Linked DNA regions of Hordeum vulgare: region 2 is linked to region 1. Evidence: chromatin contacts called from public Hi-C data. All regions are on one chromosome and are shown on one strand. The core of a region is the stretch at or near the end of the contact, and the rest is flanking DNA. Distances in the headings are between cores, read along the strand shown.

What was found. A called contact is a pair of places that touch in the nucleus more often than the background predicts.
Region 2: a contact with region 1 is called in a Hi-C map of seedling, with 9 times the contacts expected there. The contact joins the promoter of LOC123410689 here to the promoter of LOC123412881 in region 1. A contact is called at or near these places in 2 of 6 Hi-C or Micro-C datasets (leaf and seedling).

What each region holds. Positions count from the first base shown.
Region 1 is chr7H:149,404,148-149,406,847 of MorexV3_pseudomolecules_assembly, reverse strand. LOC123412881 (protein decapping 5-like) reads left to right here and starts at 1,331. Exons shown (of 8, transcript XM_045105841.1): 1 at 1,331-1,571; 2 at 2,689-2,700. The coding sequence starts at 1,448.
Region 2 is chr7H:149,719,762-149,722,461 of MorexV3_pseudomolecules_assembly, reverse strand. LOC123410689 (protein MIZU-KUSSEI 1-like) reads left to right here and starts at 1,320. Exons shown (of 2, transcript XM_045103628.1): 1 at 1,320-2,257; 2 at 2,380-2,700. The coding sequence starts at 1,696. The coding sequence ends at 2,687.

The DNA of each region.
Region 1 (2,700 bases), core at 82-2,581:
ATGTATCTTAGTTCTTATAGGAAAAACAATGCCATTTTGTTCATATGATAAGAAAGTTTTCATTAGATCTTAGCTATTTTTTGTCTTCCTTTAAAATGCAAAAAATATAGGAATCACTCCCACGATAGGAACCCACAAACCAAAAGGATGAGGCTTGTTTGGTTCGTAGGAATTATCTATATCTATACCTACTAATAAATAAAATATGTATTCTTAGTCCGTCATGTTATTTTTATAGACCCCCCTCATGTTGTTGATATTAAACCCGCAATACATATCAAATGTTTTTAAAAATACTCATATCTTCTAAATCGTAACTTCAAATTTAACTTTTTATATATGGAATTTGATTGGAAAACTATGCAGAATATGAATATGATGTTATTTTACTCGTTAACCATTTTTAAAAAAGTACTATCTTGGGTGCAATCCTAATCAATAATGCATTATCTCTCTTTCTTTTATACCGATACTGATCCGGATTGTGGATGAACATCTCAGCAAAATTAGGATTGAAGATGAAATTGAAGATCACTTATTCATTTCTTTATACGTATTAAATCTACACATGCAAGCCGTGTTTAAAAGACCTATGAAATCTTGAACTACATTTTTATAGGATAAGATGTTCTTTGCTTGGGCCATAGCTACAAATAGTCAGATTATAAACTCTTTTTTTGAAAAATTAAGAACGTGTGGTATTCTTTTCTTCCATTGCAACGGACATGCCCTTTTGCTAGTATAGGATGAAATTCCTATAGAATTTCTTTTATTTTAGAGCCATTTAATTTGTAGGAATTGATTCATATTTTCACGTAGAATTGGCGCACGTTTTATGTATTTTTTAGCTCATACCTAATATACTAATGAAAAACTAAGATACATGCCGCTTCAACTCCTACAACTTTTTATTCCAAAGAATTCGTACCCTATGACATTCCGAAAAAACCCTATCCTATGAACAAAAGAAAATATTTTTTTTTCTTGCAAGAACCCTATCATATATAATTCGTACAAAATTTCTAAATCTAAAATATCAAAGATCCAAAGGTTGGGAGTATTAGAAATTCTGCCAGCTACAGGACTCCACTAGATTGCGGGCCCGTGGTGTCATAGTCGGCGAGTCCACGCTCCCGGCTACTCACGCCACATGAATCTGCCATTACGCTGCCACTACCTATCCATAGGATCTACATTATACATGGACCGTCCGTGCTAAGCACTTGTCACCGCCAGATGGGCCCAAGCACCGTAATCATCTGTAGGCCCCACCAGTAATGGACAGCCAACAAGTAACGTAATCCGTCATGAAATAGAGAGGCGAGGGGAGAGCGATTAGCTAAGGCTTTAAAAAAAGAAGAGGGGGAATAACCAGAAAAATAGCGTGGAAAAAAGAATACAGCGAACTCGGAGCGGGGGATCGGAACCCTAGGCGAGGCCGGCGGCGATGGCGGCAGCGCCGGAGACGTACATCGGGAGCGTGATAAGCCTCACGTCGAAGAGCGAGATCCGGTACGAGGGCGTCCTGTACACCATCAACACCGAGGAGTCCAGCATCGGGCTCAGGAACGGTGGGTTTCCCGCATCCCTCCCGTCGTTGGCCTTCTTCTTTTCCTGATCGGTCGCCGATTTGCGAGGGGACTACGGAGTGCCCACGCGATGTGGTTAAATTGTGCCCCACGATGTGGAGTAGATTTTACTTTATTTTCTTTTCCTTTGTTCAATTTCGTGTTGCGGATGTTGCGGAATTTGAGTCCCCCTTTTGCAGGATTTATGTCGGAGTTGGGATTTAGGTTTTATCCTTGCAGCTTTTCAATTCCCAAACAAAAGCGCTCTTTGAATCATCATTTAGTGAATTATTATGTGATGTTGGGCGATGCGAATTCAAGTTCACGAAGTTGGTGATTTGTTACTTATCTCTTCGTTTCCTCGTGCTTAGTTAAAGTTCGTCATCTTCCCCGCAGTCTAACACAATTACTTTAGTTCTACAGCGAGTCTGACTTAAATGTGGGTGGGGGATTGTTCACAGCTATCCAGTAGTCAAGCACATTACTACTGGAAAGTCTTCTATTTTCTGTCCATTTATAGTAATCAAATTGCAAGTAGCATCACACTAACGTTAACGGTTTCGCGCCAAATCGTGTAAGAGTTTATATTGGGGATGTTGTTGTACAGCTGAAAGGGTCTTGGAACCTTTGCCATGTTTGGAGTGTGGATTAATGCATGTTCAAGGGCCCATTGTGTCGGTTGCTTTGCGAAGTGGCAAATTGGCGCGCATGTGTTGAAGTATTAATTATGGACAACCAAGCAAAGGCTTTAATTTTTGGCAACATTTTCTGCCTCCTAGAAATTTCCTTTTTTGGGAATGATTGGCAAACAGTAAAGACCACACATCTGTTTAGTAGCACCGAACAAGCAAAAAATTATCTTTCAGGCATAGGTTCGACCTTCCTGATCTTTCGCCCATACTGAGGATAGGTACATAATAGGAGCTAACAATATTTGATCTACATAGAAGTGCGATCTATTAGGAAATGGAGGCTGCAAGCAATGTTGACGTCCGAACAATATTTTGTCCATACATCAATGACAGACCGGCACCTGGAAGTCACCAAGTTTAAGCAATTCTTCTCATGTGGCACATTCACTTTTTTTAACTGGACTATTCTGTGTTGTACCACATTGCAGTTCGTTCGTTTG
Region 2 (2,700 bases), core at 71-2,570, 320 kb before region 1:
CAACTAATAAATGAGAAAAGAGAGAAATTGAGTAACTTAAGGCTGGTCATAGTGGGGAGTATCATATAATACTATCATGCATATGATACTATTGTATGATACTATCTTCATAGTGCATAGTATCATAAACTAGTAACATAGATGTTCTCATTTATTGACATGCATGACACATAGTAACATAACATTTAACATGTTACAGTATCTACCTATGTTACTCTAACCCTCCCTCTCTTCATTAATTATCTGCCACATCAGCATATTTGTTATTCACAAGTACATGATACTACCTTAGTTACTCCCACTATGGCTAGCCTAAGCACGTTACTAGTACCTCTATGAGTAACATAGCGGATATCAAGGCAAGATGAGTCTATAGCTTAATAAATGATAGACTCAATGTTACTACCCCTATGTTACTATCCACTATGAAGGTAGTAACTTAGACTAGTAACATATGTATGTTACTACTCTATGTTACTCCTCATTGTGAGTAGTCTAATGACACACAAGCGAAGGAACTTGTGATTGAATGAGTAGGAATGCAGTGGTATTTTCAGTCCATCATAAATTTAATACTCGTGCTCATATTTTTTTTGGTTTATTTCAAGACTTTAGCATTGGGTGTTTAATGAATATAGACTTGATAGTGTATGTGCGTATGTATAATCATCTACTCCCTCCGTTTGGTGAAGAGTTTACATTTGAATTAAAATTTGTTCACCAAATAATGTACTTCTATATTTCCAATGCATTTTAAAGTAAAAAAACCAATACTTCCCTCTCCTCACATGGTAATCTAAACCAATAACATCCTACACATGATCTTCTTAATTTTCGCATGTATTTAGCTCATTGAGGATCGTGCAATTAAAGAAAAGAGATTGTGGTTTATATGATTTTAATGAATTTATTTCTTCACTTTATAATTTATTTAAAAAAATTATATGTACACTTTTCATCGAAAGGAGGAAATATGTCTATATTGTGTTAACCGAAAAAAAAAGTATGTATTGTGTCGGCATCCCACCATTTGTTTTTTTTGATAACAAACGGCATCCCACCATTGTGTGCTGATTCCCACAAATTTCCGGCCGGGTTCCGCTAATTAACCACCGAGGAGCGTTCTGCAAAGGCATCGATCACGTCACTTTTACTTCTTCTGATAACACTGTGTCAGTGTCATATGCACGTCACACGCTTCCGCCTCCCAATGCCCTGTCTCCCCCGCCACCTCGCGCGAAAGCGACGGAGGGGGAAGCAGCTAAATAAAATCCACGGCCGTTGCCATCATCGCTGCCCCCTTCCTTGATCGCGACCGGTTGGGTGCGTGTAGGTCTGCCTGCTCTGCCCACCGCCCTCTCTCCCCAGTCTTTCTCTCCGGCGCGTCGCGTATGTATGTGCCCCGCCAAAGCGCCGAGTATCCACGCAGCTGCAGCTGCAGCTGCTGTCCCCGCCGGCCTAGCTAGCTAGCGCTGCCTGCCAAAAGCGCAGCCCGCACGTCTAAAGCCGACGAAATTCTTCTGCGGCTAAAGCTGCCACTCTCCCCGTCTGCCTCTCTCTCTCTCTCTCTCTCGAGGCGAGCTTGATATACTGCCGTTTGCCATCACAAAACATAGTACAGACATCGACCACAGACACGCACGCACAGCTCGCGCGCGTCTGCTCCGGGGCTGAGGAGTGAAGTGAGCCGTCGCCATGGCGGGAACCTTACGCGCGGCAGTGGCCGCCTCGCAGCCGCCGCCGCCGCCGTCCCCGCTCCCGCCGTCCAGGGGCGCAACGGCGAGCGGCGGCATCCCTTGGCTGCTCAGGAAGCGCGCTAGCAAGGCGCGCCACGACCCGCCGCTCGGCGGGCAAGAACCTGATGCCCACGATGAGGTGGAAGTGGAACTGGACGACGAGGGAGCCACCTTCGTGGTCTCCACTCCCTGCGCTGCGGACGCTGCTGGGGCGGGAGGAGGAACCCCTGAGCGGTCAGGGAAGCGCCGCGAGGCGCTCGCCCGGCTCCGATCCGCGGTGCTGGCCGTGGTGGCGCGCGCGCGGCGCCGGCGCGGGCGCAGGCCGATGGGGTCGAGCGTCACCGGCACCATCTTCGGCCGGCGCCGGGGCCGCGTGCACCTGGCTCTGCAGACGGACCCGCGCGCGCCGCCGGCGCTCATGGTGGAGCTGGCCGCGTACTCCACCGGCGCGCTCGTCAGGGAGATGTCCTCCGGCCTCGTTCGCATCGCCCTCGAGTGCGAGAAGACGGCTGCACACACGGGTAACAATATGATACGTACCATACCATGCATACTTGCTTCGTACGCCTTGTATTGTACGTATATATACATGCCGTTGCGATCGACCGACGTCGTACGTGTCTCTACGTGTGCATGCATGCAGGCGGCGAGAGGCGGCGGACGGCGCTGGTGGAGGAGCCGACGTGGCGAGCGTACTGCAACGGGCGCAAGTGCGGCTACGCCGTACGGAGGGAGTGCGGCGCGGAGGAGTGGCGGCTGCTCCGGGCCGTGGAGCCCGTCTCCGTTGGCGCTGGCGTCGTCCCGGACGGCGGCGCCGGCGAGGGGGACCTGATGTACATGAGGGCCAGGTTCGAGAGGGTGGTGGGATCCAGGGACTCCGAAGCGTTCTACATGATAAACCCCGACGGCAACGGTGGGCCTGAGCTCAGCATCTACCTCCTCAGAGTCTGACATTATATGTTTT